3 separate regions of the Mus musculus genome follow, and regions 1 and 3 are each linked to region 2. A link is a contact called in public HiChIP or PLAC-seq and promoter capture Hi-C data. All regions are on one chromosome and are shown on one strand. Each heading gives the region's core, a stretch centred on a gene start, on an enhancer-like site or on the middle of the called end of the contact. The rest is flanking DNA. Distances are from core to core; before and after follow the strand shown. Region 1 holds the start of Cyp7a1 (cytochrome P450, family 7, subfamily a, polypeptide 1). Region 2 holds the start of Car8 (carbonic anhydrase 8). Region 3 holds the start of Sdcbp (syndecan binding protein).

The links. Promoter capture Hi-C pulls out the DNA fragments that hold promoters and counts their contacts. HiChIP or PLAC-seq counts read pairs in DNA pulled down with a chosen protein or histone mark.
Region 1: a contact with region 2 is called in a promoter capture Hi-C map of liver, with 4 times the contacts expected there. The contact joins the promoter of Cyp7a1 here to the promoter of Car8 in region 2. A contact is called at or near these places in 4 of 39 promoter capture datasets (cranial neural crest, hippocampal neurons, liver and 1 more).
Region 3: a contact with region 2 is called in an H3K4me3 HiChIP or PLAC-seq map of embryonic forebrain, with 6 times the contacts expected there. The contact joins the promoter of Sdcbp here to the promoter of Car8 in region 2. A contact is called at or near these places in 1 of 39 promoter capture datasets (liver) and 3 of 115 datasets of contacts at active chromatin or transcription factors (astrocytes, embryonic forebrain and large pre-B cells).

The regions. Positions count from the first base shown.
Region 1 is chr4:6,273,793-6,277,835 of GRCm38.p6, reverse strand. Cyp7a1 (cytochrome P450, family 7, subfamily a, polypeptide 1) reads left to right here and starts at 2,204. Exons shown (of 6, transcript NM_007824.3): 1 at 2,204-2,344; 2 at 4,012-4,043. The coding sequence starts at 2,265. RefSeq lists a promoter at 1,886-2,236.
Region 2 is chr4:8,237,530-8,241,311 of GRCm38.p6, reverse strand. It overlaps Car8 (carbonic anhydrase 8), which reads left to right and starts at 2,271. Exons shown (of 9, transcript NM_007592.3): 1 at 2,271-2,460; 2 at 3,202-3,393. The coding sequence starts at 2,358.
Region 3 is chr4:6,364,284-6,367,863 of GRCm38.p6, reverse strand. It overlaps Sdcbp (syndecan binding protein), which reads right to left and starts at 2,184. Exons shown (of 9, transcript NM_001098227.1): 1 at 2,105-2,184.

The DNA.
Region 1 (4,043 bases), core at 955-3,454, 2.0 Mb after region 2:
GGTTAGAGACCTGGATTGCTTAGCTATGAGGTTGTTTCTTTACTTACTTGGCTGTGGTTGGATGAGTTAGGGCGAGGCTCTTCAAGGGCCATTTGAGAAGACGATGTGCTATTTTATAAAAGCAATATAAATATACTTAATGTGCACAAAGCATTAGGAGGTTTAAATAGATTCTGAGAAAATCTATCCTACTGCATAGCAACTGATGTTAATGATTATAGTCACAGACCACACAATGAAGGATCTGTAGGCTCTGTTTAGGGAGGGGAAAAAGCTATCACATCTATAACAAAAGCTAGGCAGGACTCAAATGTCCACCAGTCAAGAATTAGTTGATGGGCTGAAGCAATGCCTTAGCAGATAAGAGCACTATGTGCTCTTTCGGAGGTCCTGAGATCAATCCCCAGCAACCACATGGTGGCTCTCAACCCTTCTTTTGGCCTTCAGGCATATATACAGACTCATGTACATAAAATAAATAAGTCTTAAAAAAAGAATTATTTGAATAAGTTGTTCACTAAGATAGTTTTATTCAGATTAAATACATAATAATAATAATAATAATACACACACTATACAGATATGTATCCAGAGACATATTTGTACAGTTTATTTCTCTTTTATTGTTTTCTTTTCTCCCCTTTTCCTGGCATCGGGGAATAGAATGCACTCTCTCTGGCCTAGTGTCATACTCTACCTACTGCTTCTGCTAGGTGACCTGAGAGGGTCGCTTGGCTTTAAATATCAAAAATGCTGACGGCTTAACATCTACATCACTGATGTTTTCCTTTCTCCTTACCTCAGATTCTTATACTCAGCTGAGAAATTGACATTGTCCCTTGGATTTTCAAATGTTCAAAACATTACACTGGTATTTTGCCTTCCAAGGCAATAGGTCCAATCCTCTCTCCACTCTATATGAAGCATATAGAAGCAGCCCTATATGAACTAATTTTTGCTTATCTTCTAGTCTCTTTCTTAAACCCAACTCCATCTTCTATCCTCCATTTGTTCATTCTGTGTTTTAGCACACCAAGTTCATCCTCTCTCTGCTCAGGAACTTCACCTTTGCTGTCCCCTCTCCTGGAAATGTCTTTCCTTAGCTATTCTATCTCAAGTATCATCTTTTCAAAAAAGCTTCTCCTATCAACATATTTAAAGCCATATTTATCCCTATACACCTCATTTTATGGATACACAACACATATTTGCTGTCTCCCCATCAAAATACAATCTTCAGTAGAGAAACTCCCTGTCTTGTTAGTACCTGAAACCAGAATATCTTCAAAGAGTTCCTGGAACATAAAAATGCTCAATTAATATTTATGTTAAGTAGGGAGCTGGGGTGTAAATCAGCGGTAGAGTGCTTGCCTTGGAGGAGTGGGGCCATTGGTTCAATCTTCAGCACAAAATGAAAGATTATGCTGAGTAAAGTTGGGAAAGTTGTATACCAGTTTATGAGTAGTATAAGAGGTAAATTATGAATTCATATTTACTTTGACAAGAAGTGTTGTAGTCTTTATTTGAAATAAAAGTACATCTTAATTACAAATAAAAATTGGTAAAGAGTGAATTCTCAAGCTATGGCTGCCTAGAAGATGAGTGCTGGGAGGTTTTCTATTTCGACGATAGTAGATAGACTACATGAAGCACCTGTGGCTTTATAAACACACTGAACAATCAAGCAAAAACAAACAAACAAAGAAACAAACAAAACAAACTGTTCCACACCGTTCACATCCTTTAGGATCGGTTGCTGTATACTTCTGGAAATTAATTTAAATAATTTTCCCCAAAGGTTAATGACATGGACAGCCAGTATTAAAGCCAGGATGGAAAGCTTCTGCCTGTTTTGCTTTACAACACACTCCACATCTTTGGTAGGTGAGCTCTTCTGTAGTGTGTTTACTTCTTTTTCTACACACAGAAGCACAGTGTTAGCTGTTGTCCCCAGCTTTGAATGTTATGTCAGCACATGAGGGACAGACCTTCGGCTTATCGACTATTGCAGCTCTCTGCTTGTTCTGGAGCCTCTTCTGAGAAGATGGACTTAGTTCAAGGCCAGATAATGCTATTTTTTTCTTTTTTCTTTTTTCTTTTTTTTAGGAGGACAAATAGTTAGTGTTTGCTCTGGTCACCCAAGTTCAAGTTATTGGATCATGGTCCTGTGCATATATAAAGCCTAGTTAGAGCCACAGTTTCTGGACCGTCTTGCTTTGCTAAGCACAGATTCTCCCCTTGGGACGTTTTCCTGCTTTTGCAAAATGATGAGCATTTCTTTGATCTGGGGGATTGCTGTGGTAGTGAGCTGTTGCATATGGTTTATCATTGGAATAAGGAGAAGGTATGGAAACATTTTTTAAATTTGTCTTAATTTATTTCTAGTATTCAATACCTTCATGATTACACAGCATGAAAAAAATACTAGTACATTAGTACTTTTAATTTTAAATTTAAAAGACACATCTTTGACTAAATCTAACAAGATATAGATAGTTCCCCTTAGCATATTCACATTCACCACTGGTAATGCAGATCTTGTTAAACATAACTAAAAAATTACAAGTTTTTGATGCAAGTTTATGTATGCGTGTGTGGAGCAAACCTAAGCTGAGAAGAGTAATATTTAGAGGGGTTCTTTCTGTGACATGAACTGACTAGATGCTCTGCCTAAGCAAGTGTGCAGTCATCTGGGTTTTCTGCAGACTCCGTCTAAGCTTGGGTGAGAGCACAGAGCCTGAGTTTGTCTGCCTCTAACTTTTCTTTCCAATGTTAACCAACTGTGTGACTGGGAAGCTTTGGTGCCTGCACATGATATCATTTTGAATGACTCAAAGAACATTTCGGGGCAGGATATTTAGATATTTTCTGGACTGTCAACATCAAAATAGGACAATACCCCTGGCATTATCTTCAGAGAGGTAAACCAGTATGTGTTCTCTTAGTTTAAAAAGTGTTTCTTTGCCTCTTCGGCTGATAGTTACCAGTTTAAATTAAACAGCTTATCGTCATGCTAAGAAAGGAAATATCAATTATACTCAATTATTCTTAGAAGAGATGAAGAGATATTCTTCACCAATATCTTAATAGGCTAAAAAAACCCACTGTTTTAATAAAAAAGCAGGGTCCCCATCATCAAAAGAAGTGTCTACAAACTGTAGTTAGGAAGCTTGAAATAAATAGTAGAAAACACTAAATATATAATTTATTGGGAAATAAATAAGCTTATAATTTTAATAAAACATTTAAGAAAGAGTAAAAGAGTATTGGATTTTAGTTCATGGTTTGCCAATGTTTACTTGATCCAATTTCATTTTATAATGATCTAATTTTCCAAATGAGATTCCTATTCACTTCAAATATCATCTCAGAATAATAATGTTCTTTTTTCCAGAGTTGAGGATCAAAGGGAAGGTTTTATAAATGTTATCAAGAGCTCCACCATTGAGCCACACCTCCAGTCCTCAGGATGCTAGTATTTTAAATTCTGTAGATTGTTAAAACTTTAACACTGTAGCCCTTTCTGTCATTTGATGTTTCCCATCCTTAAAGAAAAAGAGCAAATGTTACATTATAGGCATTTAGGGAAATGATTCTTAGAAAAGTTTAATCATTAGGTGATACTTCGAGAGCAAGAATCTTGTTGGCTATGTTAACACTCTAAGCTCTGCCATTGGGAAAAGCAATAGGACATAGGCATAGAAAACAATTTATTGGGTTCTTGATGAATGTGTGAATACACACACACACACGTGTGTGTGTATATATATATATATGGAGGTGGATAGACTGATGGATGGGTTAATAGATAGATTCGTGAGTGGATAGATTTAGTAATCACCCTCACCAATATCTTAGTACACTAAAAAAGCCACTGTTTTAGTAAAAGAGAGGGGTCCCCATCACCAAAATAAGTATCTACAAACTGTAGTTATGAAGCTACATATGAAATAAGTACTAGAAAACACTGAACACGTAATTTTCCCAACCTCCCAAATCTGCGTCTTACAGGAAAGTAGGTGAACCTCCTTTGGACAACGGGT
Region 2 (3,782 bases), core at 1,022-3,521:
GTAAGAAGAACACATGCTCCACTATGTTCATAGCAGCCTTGTTTATAATAGCCAGAAGCTGGAAAGAACCCAGATGCCCCTCAACAGAGGAATGGATACAGAAAATGTGGTACATTTACACAATGGAGTACTACTCAGCTATTAAAAAATGAATTTATGAAATTCCTAGGCAAATGGATGGACCTGGAGGGTATCATCCTGAGTGAAGTAACCCAATCACAAAGGAACTCGCACAATATGTACTCACTGATAAGTGGATAATAGCCCAGAAACTTACGATACCCAAGATATAAGATACAACTTGCCAAACGCATGAAATTCAAGAAGAACGAAGACCAAAGTGTGGACACTTTACCCTTTCTTAGAAATGGGAACAAAACACCCATAGAAGGAGTTACAGAGACAAAATTTGGAGCTGTGACGAAAGGATGGACCATCTAGTGACTGCCATATGCAGGGATCCATCCCATAATCAGCTTCCAAATGCTGACACCATTGCATACACTAGCAAGATTTCGCTGAAAGGACCCAGTTATAGCTCTCTCTTGTGAGACTATGCCGGGGCCTAGCAAACACAGAAGTGGATGATCACAGTCAGCTATTGGATGGGTCACACGGCCCCTAATGGAGGAGCTAGAGAAATTACCCAAGGAGCTAAAGGGAACTGCAACCCTATAGGTGGAACAACAATATGAACTAACCAGTACCTGGGAGCTCTTGTCTTTAGCTGCATATGTATCAAAAGATGGCCTAGTCGGCCATCACTGGAAAGAGAGGCCCATTGGACTTGCAAACTTTATATGCCCCAGTATAGGGGAACGCCAGGGCCAAAAAGGGGGAGTGGGTGGGTAGGGGATTGGGGGGTGGGTATGGGGGACCTTTGGGATAGCATTGAAAATGTAAATGAGGAAAGTACCTAATTAAAAAAAAAAAAAAACAACAACATACACACACACCCTGAAACCCACAGGCCATGTGGGTGCTGCAGCTGTCCAGGAGGTTTTTTGTTTGTTTGTTTGTTTTTGTTTTTTGTTTTTCTTCAGACAGTGGAGGAGTAGGTCAACTGATGTTTTTCTCCTTAGCCTCCATCCACTTCCTGAAGACGTGATACGATATTTATTTTTTAAGTTAAGGCCCCAACAGGCAGTAAAGGATAGCAACCCGGCACCTTAAAATTTCCCAGCTAATCAATCACCCCCGCCCTGTTTGAGGAACTCGATGCATCCATTAATCTCACAGACACTGTGGAGTGTGCATGGGCTATGTAAAAGGCAAAGCATACTGCAGGCCTGAGTACTAACTTACTATGCAAATATATCTGCTATCGTGGAGGAAAGGAGCTTAGGGGTTACTGAACAGGGCTGGAACACCAGGATGAAGCATTAGCCTGAGGTTGGGACACACGCTTCAGGGGTAACGACTTGACCTCTTTGGATCGGGGAAAGTTCCTGTTTGTTTCGTAATGTGTGTGCATTTCATTATTTGCGCGACTTCACGAGGCGCTTGGGAGCGGTGTCCACAGCAAGGTGAGCCTGCAGCAGCACCCCAGACTTAGAAAGTGGAACCAAACACCCCATTTCATTGTCTTTGAAATATATTTAGTAAAAATTTCTCAAACTATACCTATGTCTAGTTGCTAAATTATTTTTCGTGAAATGTTTGTTGGACTTATTTTGGGAAAAATAAAATCCATATTCATTTTCCCTGTGTTTTAAGGACGGATTAAAAAGTAAAACTCGCTCAGATAAGCTGCCACCACCACGCTTGGCCCCATGGTGGTGGTGCATTCTTGCAAGCCCAGTGTTTGCAAAGTGGAGCGAGCCCTGTGCAGTTCAAGGTCATCCGCTTCTCCACTGGGAGGAGTTTGAAGCCAACCTGGTCTCCTTGAGACCCAGTCTCACAAAACCAAACCCCAACAAAATTGACCGGTAAACGATGGCCAATAAACCATTCGACCAGGGAGTCTTGTTGGGTTCCCGGTCTCAATCCCGTTCCCAAAGCAAGGCAACTCCATTGGGAAAATTGTTTGGAGCAAGGGGAGCACGGGAGACAGGGCGGATTTTGGAGTCTCCAGGCTTTTGAAAGGGTATTAGGACTTGGGTGCAGCAGGCTTCCCGTGTTGCTGCAGCCCCAGTTTGATTTTCGCAGGCTTGCCTGTCCCGATTGTGGGGTGAGAGGGGGTGTAGGTGGGAGTGTAGGGCGGGGGGCGTGTCCTCGAGTCAGACACGCCCCCACCGACCTTAAAACGCGCAAGCCTGCGCCGGACCGCTGCCTCTCGCGCTCGCGGGGACTGCCACGCTCAGTGCGGTCCCCAGCCCCGCGCCTGCCGCTCCCGCACCCGTGTCGCAGAGCTGCCCATGGCTGACCTGAGCTTCATTGAGGATGCAGTCGCCTTCCCCGAGAAGGAGGAAGACGAGGAAGAGGAGGAGGAGGAGGGCGTGGAGTGGGGTTACGAGGAAGGTAGGCTCGTGGGGCCGCTGTCGCGGCTGCTACGCCCCACGCGGTCCCCCACTTGCCCCTCCGTGGCTGCCTGAGTGCTGTTCGCACCTGCTGCACCCAGGCAGCCACATCTCCCAGCCTGGAGCAGACGTGCAACCGAGTTGCTTTCTAGTCTTGGGAAGTATAACCAAACGCACTTCAGAAAAACCGTCCCGAATTGCAGGCTGGATCTTGGGGACTTTAAAAAGAGTTTTCTAAATCTGTCTTCGCAGATCCAGGGCTTCGAATAGTCATTAGTGCCCGCCCATGTTTCCTGTATACACGGAGAAAAGAGCAAAAGAACTAATATGTATGGGACACTGTATTTGCATTTTAAACAAGTGGCGCTCATTAGCGTTACAGGTTTTCTGTTGTCTCTGAGCATGTGGGGCTTTGAGGAAATTTCCCAGTACTGCACATAATTGAACTGATGAGCAGAAGAAATTTCTGAGGTATCTTTTTTCTAGTCACTTCAAGATGGCATAAGTTTCTTAGATCCCTACATCAAAGCGTCTGTATGCACAGACAGTAGAGGATTTTGTGTGTGATATTTAACAACAGATCACTCACGTAATGAATGTAAAAACCCACACACATTTCTTATATTTCATCTACATACAGATGATAGTCACAGCTATAATGTTAAGGATTATGAGATTTTTGTGTTATATTTTACTGTCATTAACCTTAAAAAAATCCAACCTAGTCTCATTTTGTCTTCAGGTGTTGAGTGGGGCTTAGTGTTTCCTGATGCTAATGGGGAGTACCAGTCACCTATCAACCTAAACTCCAGAGAAGCCAGGTATGACCCCTCACTGCTGGATGTCCGCCTGTCTCCAAATTATGTGGTGTGCCGGGACTGTGAAGTCACCAACGATGGACACACCATTCAAGTCATCCTGAAGTCAAAATCAGGTAATTTGGAACACATGTTTCTGCACTTTTATAAGCAAGCTCTGATTTAACTTGTATGGTTTTAAAGGCGACACCAACACAGTTTCTATTTTCATGGTCCTTATAAGTTGCATTTTTCTGGGAATTATTTTCTAATAGAGTTCTCAGGGGCTAAGAGGGTGAAGTGATGATTATCTCAGCTGGCTGTTCTTCCAAAACTGTGCCTGGAGCTGCCTCTTGCTCAAACAAACATTTACTGAGCTATGAAGGAAGGAGTGCACACACAGGCTTGCGGAATTGGGTCTTTCTGCTGTGCGTTTTGTTCTAAGTTACTGATTAGCTGAAATCATTTAATTATAATGTCTTTTGAAAATAGTTTGTGAGACCAAAGATTGGGATGTATTGATATC
Region 3 (3,580 bases), core at 935-3,434, 1.9 Mb after region 2:
CTGCGCCCATATGTGTCACAGGTTAGTATAGGGTCTATAGAGGGGAAGCGGTTACCCTTCATTACAGCTGTAAGAGGAGCTGGAGCTGTTGTGATCTGTTGTGATGTGACAGGAGTCTTGCAGGGGGAGAGCCTTCAGCTCGGAAACGTGGAAGGAGGTTCTGCTTATTCTCCGTCAGGAGTGGGGCCCAGGAAGGTTCAGACCATGTACACTAGTAGGGCACACTAAGAAGGTGACAAAGTTAAAACTGTAGAGTTGTTGTGAGTCTGGGCCCCAGGGGCCTAGGTTCCTGGCAGGTCTGTATGCAGGAGCTCCAAGGAACACATGCTGTTCAGTTCCCAGCACCCATTCTTGGGGCAACTGACAAAACCACTAATTCAACCCCACAGGCACGCTGACTCTGGCCTCTCCACTCCCTGCACTCCCCATCCCACTCCCACGTATGTACACACACACATACACACACACACACACACACCATTTTTTAAAAAGCTAGCGGAAAGAAACTATCATTTTTTAAATATAGTTGTTCAAAGCCTTTTACAATTTTAAGAAAGTTAAGTATAAGAGGAGTAACTCCTACAATTTAGACATCTGCTCCAATTATAACTCCAGACACAGTAAGACCGCTTCATGTCTTTAGTTGACATGTACTTGCAAAGGGTGACAATCATACCTACTAGCTTGGTCACAGTGACACTGACCAAAACACAGCCAAACTTAACCATAACTGAAAGTTATAATCCAAAATGTTATTACTAACTGGAAAAACAGACACATACAGCAGAAAATCATGCCTTCCTCAGTGTTAAACTGAGGGAAACATATTTACATGTCTGACCATAGAGGCACTATCTGAACCAGTACCTAAGACCGTAAAAGAACTGGCCTGCCAGAGGAAATATGGCTGGCTGGTGGGCACAACCAAAGCCTATGCCAAGCACAGGGGAGGTTTTATACTGTATGCTCTACATTTTAAATGCTTAAAATTTTGAGCCATATGTTTACTAATTACATCCTTAAAAGCTAAAATTTTCAGTAAGTGTTGCAACATTTGGCAATTAATAAGTACAAGGAGAACGATTATTAAATGTATAAGTATTTTAAAGTGTGTGGGTGTCTTTTACAGTCTCTGGATGTTTACTACCTAAGAGAAAGTGGCAAAAATGGGGGGAAGTCGGTGAGCCGTGCTCATTTTAAAGGGCTGCTTAATTCAAAAGTGCATCAAAATCTTAATCAGCCCTTTCTTGTTCATGATTTTTAAATCCTCTTTAATAGATCCAGCACAGCTAAAATCTGCTTCCAAAGTTAAGTGACTCTGGCTATAATGGAGTAATTGTTTACTGAGCCTTCTCGTCATTCCATTTCCTTATTTCCTGGTGCAAGTCATCTGATCAGTAATACTTACGTACCACTTAAGACCTACCAGTTTAAGGACCTAAGTTGTTAACAGGATGAAAAGGCATATTTTCTGCTTTGTCCTATCCTCACATCGGGAAAATGAGAGTACAAATCTGCTGAACTATATCACCTTGACATTTCAAAAGTAAGACAATTGACCAGGGCAGCAGCTATTTTCAATATAACTTTCGTTCTTAAACATTTGTTCTCGGTGTAAAGCGTGCGTGTTAAGAATTTAAAACTCTACACTTTCTAAGTAATTTACCTAATGGAAAACAAAACAAAACAAGAAAAAAAAAAGCTATGTGTCGAAGATAGGACGAATACAACAAACGATCCCACACACTCCACGGCTCCATAACTGCACTTCTGAAACTGGAAACTTTCCACGTCTGTACGCCTCCCTCCGCCCCGTATTAGAAGGAAATCCTCCAAGGAGATCTGAGTCACCAGACCTCCGGAGACCGTTCCTGGTGCACACACCCCGCTGCAAGCCCTGGCCCTCCCTGCCCCCTTCCAGAGCAGCGGCTCCGCAGCTAACCGTTGTCACCTCCGGTCCGTCGCGCCCTGCCAGCCGTCCGGAAGCCGCTGAGGACGCCACCGAGTGCGGGCGAGGACCCGGCCAGACCCACCCGGGGCCCGAAGCAGAGCGCCGGACCAGCTCCGAGACCTGCCGGGGCCCGGGACCCCCGCGGCCACTCACCTGCCCCGAGGACCGCGCCGCTCCTGCTGCCCGCTCCAGCTCCACACAACCGAACCTCGGGGCCCGCCCTGCGCGTCATCACCGCCCCCGCCTTCCGCCGCGCAGGCGCAGGCGCACGCGCCGTCCCCATGACAACGCGGCACAGCCCGAGCGACCACCAGCCCACCCTCCCTCTACGAAATCCTCCCAACTCCCGGCTCCAGCCTCGGTTCCCTGGCAGCCCCCGCCGCCTTTTACTACCCTTTGTTCCCAGAACGAATGCTCATTGGCTGCTGACTGTTACTCTCGGTGTTGAACACACACACACACACACACACACACCCTGAAATAAATAAAACCCACATTCTAATCTTAAAAACACGGACTATGTGCTTTCTGAGAGTTGATGGTGCTGATAGGGGAATCCAGATGTTTGGGGTGTACATGAATATGTGAAACTGACAATATCTACACCAGTCCATGGCTGAGGCCATTTCCTAGTAACAGTATATGACATCATTGGCATGCAAGCAATTGTCTATCTAAATTATTCATCATCACAGTCATTTGAAATTTTATCTCTGGTAAAACAATAAGCATTACATGACAAGAGGAATGAAAATGTGATGCTCCAGGGAGAATATGGCTTAACTGATGAACAACTTGTAAAACGAGTTACGGGATGGAAAAGGAAGAAATACAGTTCTATTCACAGCTGGCAAGATTATCTATGTAAACAAAGAGAAAATAAACACCAGTAAGCAGAATAAGCAGCTACAGCAAGGTTGCTACGATACACGGTTAATATACACACGAGTCAATTACTTTCCTATCTGCACGAAATGAGCAATTGGAATTGAATATTAAAAATATATCAAGATAAAATACTTAGCTACAAGCCTAGTTGAATGAATATCTGTGTGAAGGAAAACTCCTAATTAGAATTTCATGCTGTGGAAATAAATAGGTTGGAATGTCGAAAGTCCAGAGGAAGATCACCATATCTTGGGCTAAATCCTGGCCCTCCAGAACAGCCATTCCTTGTTTCCCTGTGTCTAAACTAACATCTTGTGACAATAAACAACAGGTCTTTAGAATCTATTGAATTAGCAGGCAACTAGCTTCTACCAATCCAAATGCTTAGAATGCCACCAGAAAACACCTTGCGTCTTACAGAAAGGTTCCCTGAACCTCACCCCCACTGCCTTGTCCTGCCTCTCTGAAGTAAGCGCCTATGTATTGTAAGCTTGCCTTGACTGATGACTTCCTCTGTCCTGTAAAATGGTGCACGCCTTTAATCCCAGCACTTGGGAGGCAGAAGCAGGCAGATTTCTGAGTTCGAGGCCAGCCTGGTCTACAGAGTGAGTTCCAGGACAGCCAGGGCTACACAAAGAAACCCTGTCTCAGAAAAACAAACAAAAACAAAAACAAAAACTATGAGAGCTACTTGAGGCTACTTGTTGGAACATAGAATTTGAAGTAACCTAAATCTGTGTT